2 separate regions of the Mus musculus genome follow, and region 2 is linked to region 1. A link is a contact called in public Hi-C data. All regions are on one chromosome and are shown on one strand. The core of a region is the stretch at or near the end of the contact, and the rest is flanking DNA. Distances in the headings are between cores, read along the strand shown. Region 1 has its middle 40 kb from the start of Gm33841. Region 2 overlaps Tbr1 (T-box brain transcription factor 1).

What was found. A called contact is a pair of places that touch in the nucleus more often than the background predicts.
Region 2: a contact with region 1 is called in a Hi-C map of Th1 cells, with 2.3 times the contacts expected there. The contact joins two enhancer-like sites. A contact is called at or near these places in 1 of 39 promoter capture datasets (hippocampal neurons) and 2 of 484 Hi-C or Micro-C datasets (Th1 cells and cortical neurons).

What each region holds. Positions count from the first base shown.
Region 1 is chr2:61,490,907-61,495,712 of GRCm38.p6, forward strand. No RefSeq gene overlaps it. Among named protein-coding and RNA genes, the nearest start is that of Gm33841, 40 kb to the right of the region's middle. Within about 2 kb of position 3,210, at least 44 of the 459 cell types and tissues checked have an H3K27ac peak or open chromatin away from gene starts, as enhancers often do. A contact at or near this core is called in Th1 cells, where this site is marked.
Region 2 is chr2:61,809,325-61,813,938 of GRCm38.p6, forward strand. Tbr1 (T-box brain transcription factor 1) reads left to right here. Exons shown (of 6, transcript NM_009322.3): 6 at 2,259-4,614. The coding sequence ends at 3,114. Among named protein-coding and RNA genes, the nearest start is that of Tbr1, 7.2 kb to the left of the region's middle. Within about 2 kb of position 3,072, at least 96 of the 459 cell types and tissues checked have an H3K27ac peak or open chromatin away from gene starts, as enhancers often do. A contact at or near this core is called in Th1 cells, where this site is marked.

The DNA of each region.
Region 1 (4,806 bases), core at 1,960-4,459:
CTAGAAAATGTGTGAGTGTTCACACGCTCCCAGGCTGGCCTTTTCTAAGGCAGGCATCAGTCTAGAAATCCAAAACAGGAAATAGCTAGGTGATGGTCATATGCGTGTGAGCACACACACACACACACACACACACACACACACACAGAGAGAGAGAGAGAGAGAGAGAGAGAGAGAGAGAGACAGAGACAGAGACAGAGACAGAGACAGAGACAGAGACAGAGAGAAACCTATCTTAGTAACATAAAGCAGATGTCAGGAGAAATAGGGGAAATGTTTGAAAAGGTACAGGAGATACAGCCCTCTAACATATGAGGAGACTCTCTGACTCAGTCATCCTCATTGAGGCAATGGAGCTTTCTAACACAGAATATTCTGATTTTAGCGTCCCTCCTGGAGTGCTGAACCCAGTATCAGCGGGATGAATCTGGGCCTGAACCTTGAGGATAAAACCTAGTGTTCCCAATAAAAGCTCCATTACAGAGGGCTCTAGTGCAGAACATAACTCCCTTTCAAGCTGTGTGATTCACTTAGAGATAAGACGGTATCTAAGTCTACACTGCATTTCTATCTAGAGCGTCTATATTCTTACAAAGCATCAGAGAATCGCCACAAAATAAGCAAACAAAACACGAAGTTGTGTGGACCCTGCTTCCACTCCTCGCCTTACATCTAGATGACAAGATTTACATCTTATCGCTAGGCACAGTGACTTCTGAATACACCTTCTTTTTCTTTAAAGTCCTTGTCGGAAATTTAGGCAGCTTACCAGCTTCATCACCAGGACCCAAGACTTTCTAAACCTCAGGGGTTTCAGACTGGAGAGATGGCTCAGCTGTTGAGAGCACTGGCTGGTCTTCCAGAAGACCTGAGTTCAATTCCCAGCAACCACATGGAGGCTTACAATTGTCTGTAACTTCAGTTCCTGGGGATCCAATGCCCTCCTCTGGCCTCTGTGGACACACATGCATTCAGGCACACAGATATACACATTAAATAAATAATACTTTTTTAAAAACCTTCTGGGGTTCATGGTCAGGCAGCTCACACTCTTATAAAACACAACCTGCTAATACAGAAATTCCCCAAACCAAGGCTTATGAATAGAGAACTATACTTACAAATATGTAAGCACAAGACAAGACTCCGTGTCTAGATCAGTAGAATAAAGGTCACTTTGAAAAGATGGAGCAAGATAAGAAAAAGGAAACACAGCAACCAGATGTCCTCTTCCCCTTTCTGTGGTCAGTGCCCATGGCAGTTCTCCTTAGAGCTTTGGTGATAGAAGGTGAATGACAGTAACAGAAAACACCTGTGGGTCCTGCTGTCCTTCCGCACCTCTGGCCCCAGGGGGCGCTCTCCCACAGAGGCACTGGCTCACTATGCTAACAGAATAGCAACACTGTCAGAATGTGGTCAAAACAATCCAAGACAAGAGTAAATTAAGGTCTATGGGCTGTTCGAAGGTTGTGTCTCTGCCCTTCCACCGTTTCTGTGCCCTAAGATGTCAAGGCACTTCCAACCCTCATCACTTTCCTTTCCCTTGAAGTGAATGGGGGGGCTGGGGAGAGTCTTGGCTTTTAGTTTAAGGACCTAGTACTGGAAAAACAACAGTCTATGGAGAGTGGCTCCTCCCACTTACCTCTTGGCCCCTCCCATCTATCACTCAGCTCCTCCCACCTGCCTCTCGGTACCTGCTCCCTGAGCTTTGTATACATACCTCATGTGCCTCACATATATGTAACTATAATGCTCTAGGAGTCAGCCCCTTTAGTTCATCATTTTTAATAGCACAGTTGTATATAATGCCTGTAATCCCAGCACTGGAGAGTCAAGGCCAGATTGGTTACAAAGTAACACTCTTTCAAAAAAAATAATTAAATGTAATAAAAGAGGGAGGAGCCGCATGAGAAGAGGAGAGAGTTCACAGAACTAGCACTTATATTCTGTTTTTGCAGAGGTATATTTGGCTGTTGTGTGAGACATTCTGAGAAAAAAAAAAGAGAGAGAGAGAAGAGAAAAAAAGAAAAAAAAATCGAGGGAAGAGCAGAGACTAGTTTGTTGAAGTGTCTTCTCCACATGTGGTTTTACAGAATCCACATGACATGCAGCTCACTCTCTGAGTATAACTCAGCCCTATAGTGTAAGGACTCAAAATTGGGCTTGTGAGATGGCTCCGCATGTAAAGGCAACTGCGCCAAACTTGACAGCCCCTTTCTGATTCCCAGGACTCACAAGGTGTTAGGAGAGAATTGGTTAAAAATATGTTTGTTCTCTGACTTCCACAGGCATGCCAGGGCATGCGAGCATGCACAAAATTAGCTAATTAATTAATTAACTAATTTAAAAAAAAACACTCAAAATAGCCCGAAGCATAAATGAGATTCCTGTGTTATCAATCACCTGAAAATGTTCATTATAATAGTGAAATGGGAAAATATAGTTGGCGGTTCCCACGGACGTGAACTGTGTCTCTTACCAAAATTCCACTCAAGTCCCTAAATTTCCTAATTCTGTTCTTTTGATCTGGAGAAGGGTTGGTATTTGTTGTTGTTGTTGTTATTTTCTGGCTATTTTCTTCTTGAAAAAATCATAACATGATGAGACACATGGTCACCGAGGGTGTTCATCTGGCTCAGGCACTGTGTTGTTGACAAATGGCCTCTTTCAGCATGAGACAGGGCAGCTTGCTCTGACGGCCTGGACAAAGCATTCGCGTCGTGCCTATCCACAAGAATAAGCTAGAACCCACTTTCAGCACACACAGAACAATGTGTTTCTGTTTCTCTAATTGAGCAAATATATTTTATTTTATTTTTGAGACAGAGGCTTGCCTAGGCTTCTCTTGAAACTGCTACATAGTTGAATGACCTTGAATTCCTAATCCTTCTGCCTCCTCTTGCAAGCGCTATGACATCGCGTGTGGTTGTTACAGAGCCAATTTCTCTACGAACACTTTGGATTCTCATTCAGCAACTGAGCAGTTGTGGTGTTTCTTTACCATCTGAGAATTATAAAGGCCAGCCTCAGATTCCATTTGTCCTGCATGGATTTTCCAGTACTATCACTCAAGCTAAGGAGCAGTTTGTCCCAACAAAAGACAAGCCTCCTGTTAGCCAACCGCTGCCAGATGTTGAGGTGAAGGCGCTAACAGCTGTGCTGACACCAAAGCAAAGTGGTTGGTTTCCTGCCTAATGTAGGGACTGTGCAAGCCCTTTGCAAAGGGGCACCTTGCCAGCCTGCGTGGTATCTTCAGCGAGGCAGACAGGGTTCAAACAGGAATATGCTATTCGACATGCAAATGAAGCCTCATTCTGACATTTTCAAACATAGAAGAGATGCACCTCTAATCCCCCTCTTAGTCATTTTTGATGTTTTGGTTTTCTCTGGCTACCACATTTGCAATCGAGCCAGCAAAGATGGGCTGAGTGATGCTGTGGTCTCCCTTCATCCTGGCTGGCCTGTTCTCAGCCTGACTGCAAAATGCCAAGCAGCAAAGTGCTGGTTTTTCTCCGAGGTAAACAATGACTGACGCATAATCATTGCCCTCTCTTTACACATACAGTGTTCATTGCTGACCTAGGAGAACACCTCCAAAATGCCGGCAGCCTTAGTCTGAAAACCAGTCGAAATCCTCACATTTCCAGGAGACATGCCCCCTCTTGTGGTGGCTTCTCAGTACTGCAGGTCTAGTTTCCTCTGGAATAGAAGGAAGGTAGCCAACAGCTTCCTGCACTTAGACCAGTAAAAATCTTCTTGGCCTTTGAACGCCAGACAAGAATTGAAATCTTGCATTTCTGAGTGCTTATTCAAAGAAATTCTAAACATAAAAAAATGAATCAACATGTAGATAAACATGTTGAAGTCCTAAGTGGCAAGGTACCTTGCTAGTCTCTGAACATAACCTTCTTCCGGTTCATAATATGAGATATTAAATCGTGTGTGATTAAGTGTAATGAATTATATTAAGCAATAATTTTTCATGAAAGTCAACTTATCCTTCTAGAAGATTAAAAATAAAATTTTATGTTTAAGTTTTCAATTTTAAAATCATTCATATCCATTTAGAATAGACATTGCAACTTCCTATTAGAGATTTCTAGAAATCATGAAGAAAAAGAGGACCAGCTTGGTGTTGCAAAGGATATAATCAGTCAACTCTCGGTTTAAAAAAATAATAAGTAGTGATCGTCTCCCAGACAAACCATCCAAGGAGAAAGAATGGACTGTTGCGTGTATTGTACCATTTTATAGCTACAGTGGTTGAAAGAATAACATGTCTTTATACAAGCTTTTACTATAAAGAAACTTTTTAAAGATACCCCCCCCCCAAAGTTAATACATTTATCAGTGTGATGCACAGAATCCGGCAAGGCAAAAATATTTTTTAAGGTTTATTGATTTTTATTTTATGTGTACAAATGTTTTGCCTACATGATATCTGTGCACCACGATCCTGTCTGCTACTCAAGGGGGCCAGAGAGGGCATCGGATCCCCTGGAACTGAAGTTACAGGTCGTTGTGAGAGGTCATGTGGACGCTGGGAATTGAACCCAGGACCTCTGGAAGTGCAGCCAGGGCTCATGACCAGTAAGCCACCTCTCTAGCTCCATAAAGATTTATTTGTTTATTCATTTATTAATTTTAATTTTATGTTCCTTAGTGTCTTGTCTGCATGTATGTGTGTGCATCACATGCATGCATGCCTGGTGCCCTAAGAGGCCAAAAGAGGGCGTCAGCACCCTGGAACTCAAGCCAAAGATTGGTTTCGTGCCATATGAGTGATAGGAACCAAACTGGATCCTC
Region 2 (4,614 bases), core at 1,822-4,321, 320 kb after region 1:
AACTGAATGCTTTCTAGATTTGTTCTGGGATTTTTACTCACGGACCATAGTCCTAAGAGTTTTCAGATAGTGTCATACAGCAAAATGCAAAGTGGGGTTGCACAATTCACCTTCTTTCTTATGACTAGAAAACATAAAGGAAAAATATGCACTTTAATTTTCTGGCTTTGGGATAAAGCTAAAGTATTTAGTCTTTGACTAGGAATAGGTTAAATGTGTGGGGAAAGAGACAGGCAGCCCTTCAGCCCATTCTGAAAATGTCCAACTGAGAAAGTCAGTGATGTCTCCTAGTTCCAACTTTCTTCAGTATCCCCCAAAAGCAGTTCAAAGGAACCCAGCCTCCTGAACATGATTCTATGGAATAAAACGTTGCCACTCCAGGTCTTAAAACACAAAGAGAAAGGTGGGCCCAAGCTAGTGGGAAGAATGTGGCCCACAGACTAGAGATGCTGGAAGAGAGTTCTATAGACTTTAAGCTTTTAATTCTGTTAAGAACATCTGTTCATAGCATTTATTTTGCACAAATCAATTCAGCAATCCCAAGTGGTCCAACACCTGGATGGACATCTAAACTATCTTTCCCAGACTGCTTTTTTCTTTTAACAAATATTGTGGTGGTAAACAGAGAAGATATTTGTACCTTGTTAATCCTTTCTCTTCCTAGCTCTCTCCACTTTTTTTTTTTTTAATTTGAAACTTAATTCAAGTTTCAGGAGAGGGTTTTTTTTGGGGGGGGGAGGAGAAGGGGGTACATAATGCACCTGAGCAGACACAGCTACTCTCATCTGCCCCTCTTCCGTGGCTGCCTTCTGTTAGATGAGCCACCTCCTTTCTTAGATCCATGTAACTTTCCCATCTGCATAAAACTAATTCCTGGGTTTGGGGGAATGAGAGAGAGTGGAGTAGATTTAGCAATCTCTTTCCTCCATAAGGTTGGTAATGTGGGCCTTGTTGGATCAGAGAGCAATGTGGGAGGGTGTGAGGGTTCAGATGATTCTAGAAGGTTGCTTGGCCACACCCTGGGGAGTTTTCTCCCCTTGGGGTTCAGATCTGACAATACTGAGGCACTCTTTCAAATAGTGTTGACTAAAGATGCAAACACTTATGTGTGAGCTAAATAAAGAGAGGTATGTGTGTATATGTGTGAGGAAACACTTATCCAACTTCAAGTCGAATGGGATCTCCTAGACCCATTAATAAATATTTATTTTATCTAAAGTAATTCCCCCAAACACAATCTCTCTTTATTAGCGGGCAAATTCTCAAACTTTCCGTTGCCTCGGTTTCCTCATCAGGAAAGTGGAGTCATACATAGCACCCAAGAGGATTGCTGTGAGCTACATAAATCTATCTGTGCTCATGTAAATAATTTCTATCTGCACAGTCAGGCACAACTAAACTCTGTGAGGGTTGGCTGTTATGAGTGGTAGGCTGTTTGATGGAGGGTGATAACTGTAAGTTTCTCCAGAGAGTCTTTCTCTTCCACTTTTCCTTCTAGCAATGGGCCAAAAGCTGAGTAGAAAAGATGAGAGGAAAGTACACTGCTTTCTAAAGAATTTTATTGATCAACGAGTCTTTCTTCCAAGTAGTAGTTTCTTGTTTGCTTGCATTAGTAGAGTTGGGAGTTAAAGGGCGTACATAAGGGAAAGACAAAAAAGTATTCCAGCAGCAATCCTACGGGCTCTGAAGGCCAGTGGAAGTCAGCCTTTGAGAGATTACCTGGACATATCGGTCCCCAACCTCCCCATGCTGATTTCCCCTCTGGGGATTTCTTAAACTACCCAGAAAAAGAAAAGGAATTGTCTGAACAACTCAATGGACCCAGGAGGCCTTAAATGGGTGGAGAGAGTGGGTCACTTGTTTAGAAATTTCACTCAGAAATTTATCAGTGAGGAAAGGCCCAAAGGGCAAATAGCACCTTGGTGTCTGGCTAACTCAGCCATCATGTGAGCACAACTGCTGGCTAAGTGGATTTAGGCCCCATCTTGGTCCCGGTGCATTTAGATGGAACAGGGGACGATGGATGACCTCCAGTCTTCACTTTTCGTCCCGCTCAGGTTCTAGGAGGTGAACTGGTATCTGTGCAGTTCAGGCCAGGGAACTTGCGGGTGTGTGACCTCTGTCATCTGCAAACTGTATGGCCAGCGGCAACCTACAGTCGGTGTGCGGGTGGGCAAAAACTAGAGGTGGCTTTCCCTCCAGGACCCCAAAGGGACCTCCGCGCCATCCCTCGGTTCTCTCTGTCTCCCTCCCCCCAGGATCTACACGGGCTGCGACATGGACCGCTTGACCCCGTCGCCCAACGACTCTCCGCGCTCGCAGATCGTGCCCGGCGCCCGCTACGCCATGGCCGGCTCTTTCCTGCAAGACCAGTTCGTGAGCAACTACGCCAAGGCCCGCTTCCACCCGGGCGCCGGCGCGGGTCCCGGGCCGGGCACGGACCGCAGCGTGCCGCACACCAACGGGCTGCTGTCCCCGCAGCAGGCCGAGGACCCGGGCGCGCCGTCGCCGCAGCGCTGGTTCGTCACGCCGGCCAACAACCGGCTGGACTTCGCGGCCTCGGCCTACGACACGGCCACGGACTTCGCCGGCAACGCGGCCACGCTGCTGTCGTATGCGGCCGCGGGCGTGAAGGCGCTGCCCTTGCAGGCCGCGGGCTGCACGGGCCGCCCGCTCGGCTACTACGCCGACCCTTCGGGCTGGGGCGCGCGCAGCCCCCCGCAGTACTGCGGCGCCAAGTCGGGCTCCGTGCTCCCCTGCTGGCCCAACAGCGCCGCGGCCGCCGCGCGCATGGCCGGCGCCAACCCCTATCTGGGCGAGGAGGCCGAGGGCCTGGCGGCCGAGCGCTCGCCGCTGGCGCCCGCCGCCGAGGACGCCAAGCCCAAGGACCTGTCCGACTCCAGCTGGATCGAGACGCCCTCCTCCATCAAATCCATCGACTCCAGCGACTCGGGGATTTACGAGCAGGCCAAGCGGAGGCGGATCTCGCCGGCTGACACGCCGGTGTCTGAGAGCTCGTCCCCGCTCAAGAGCGAGGTGCTGGCCCAGCGGGACTGCGAGAAGAACTGCGCCAAGGACATAGGCGGCTACTATGGCTTCTACTCGCACAGCTAGGCCGCCAGCCCGCTCGCCCGCCCGCCCGTGCCCCCGGCCCCCCAGCTCGGCCCCACGTCCTCCTTCCCAGGCCCGTTCTAGCGCACTCGCTCTTTCACTTGACCCTCGATGACCGTCTGCGGGGATAAGTGCAGGTCTCTCACTATGATTTTAAAACTCTTCTTTTTTCTTTCTTTCTTTCTCTCTACACAGCCTTCTCTGCAGTTAGCGCACCGACCTTGAACCTGGCTGTAAACCTTGTGGTTTTCCAACTTTTCGTCTGTGAGGTTATGATCCTCCCTGTCTTTTTTCCACCCCCTTCTCCTTGCCCCACTCATCCTCTCCTTTCTCTTGGAATGAAACTCTTCAACTTTAGGAGACCTGGGCAATCCTGCCAGGCAGCAGCGATTCCGACCCGCCTTGTCTTGGCCTCCCTATTTAACCATAGGATGTTGACTCTAGAACCTGCACCCACCCAGCGCGTCCTTTCTTATACCCGAGTGGATGGATGGATGGATGGATGGATGGTAGGGATGTTAATACTTTTAGTGGAACAAAGCCTGTGAAATGATTGTATATAGTGTTAATTTATTGTAACGAATGGCTAGTTTTTATTCTCATTGTCAAGGCACAAAACCAGTTCACGCTTAACTTTTTATTCCTTTCCTTTCTTCTCCTTTTCTTTTTCTCCTCTCATTCTTTCTCTTCTCCCACACCCTTTGTTTTCTTGTGAGTTATTAAAGATATTCTAAGAGGCTCTGGAAACACGAAGCACTTCATAGTGGTGGCTTTCTCACTTCTCAGTTCGTTGCATGATGTAACCACTGTGTGCCCTGGTGCACACAATGTAGCTAAGGAGAATCCACCTGAACACCTGTAAAAGCTAGTTGTCTGTTCCTAGGCGAGTCGAGTAAGTGACACGATGCCTGCCAGGCGGACTTAACTGGAGTTCTATGTGTTTCTCCCTTCCTTCTAAATGGAATGGCCCCACATCAGCAATATTATTTTGCCTTATTTGTTTTTCCCCAAAGTGCCAAATCCATTACTGGTCTGTGCAGGTGCCAAATATGCTGATAAACTGTTTCTGACTATCTTTTCAGACCCCACTCCACCTTTATATGCTGTAAATCTTTGTAATGAGTAATCTACTAATGATATAGATGACTGAATTGTTGGTAACTATAGTGTAGTCTAGTGAAGATGAATTGTGTGAGTTGTATATTTTACTGCATTTTAGTTTGAAAAACGATTCCCCCACCACTTAGAGACAGCTGAAATTTGACTTTCTTGGGAAAACACTAGCATTATTGCAAGTAAGACTGATTCCCCCCAAGTCTTGTTATATTTGATAAGGAGCATTAATCCCCCTGGAAATAGATTAGTAGGATTTCTAATGTTGTGTAGCAAACTTATACTTTTTTTGTACTTTAAAATCAATGTGAAATATGCATCATACACAATATTCAATCTAGATTCCAGTCTATGGGGGGATTTGTCCTAATAGGAATTCAGGGTCTAAAC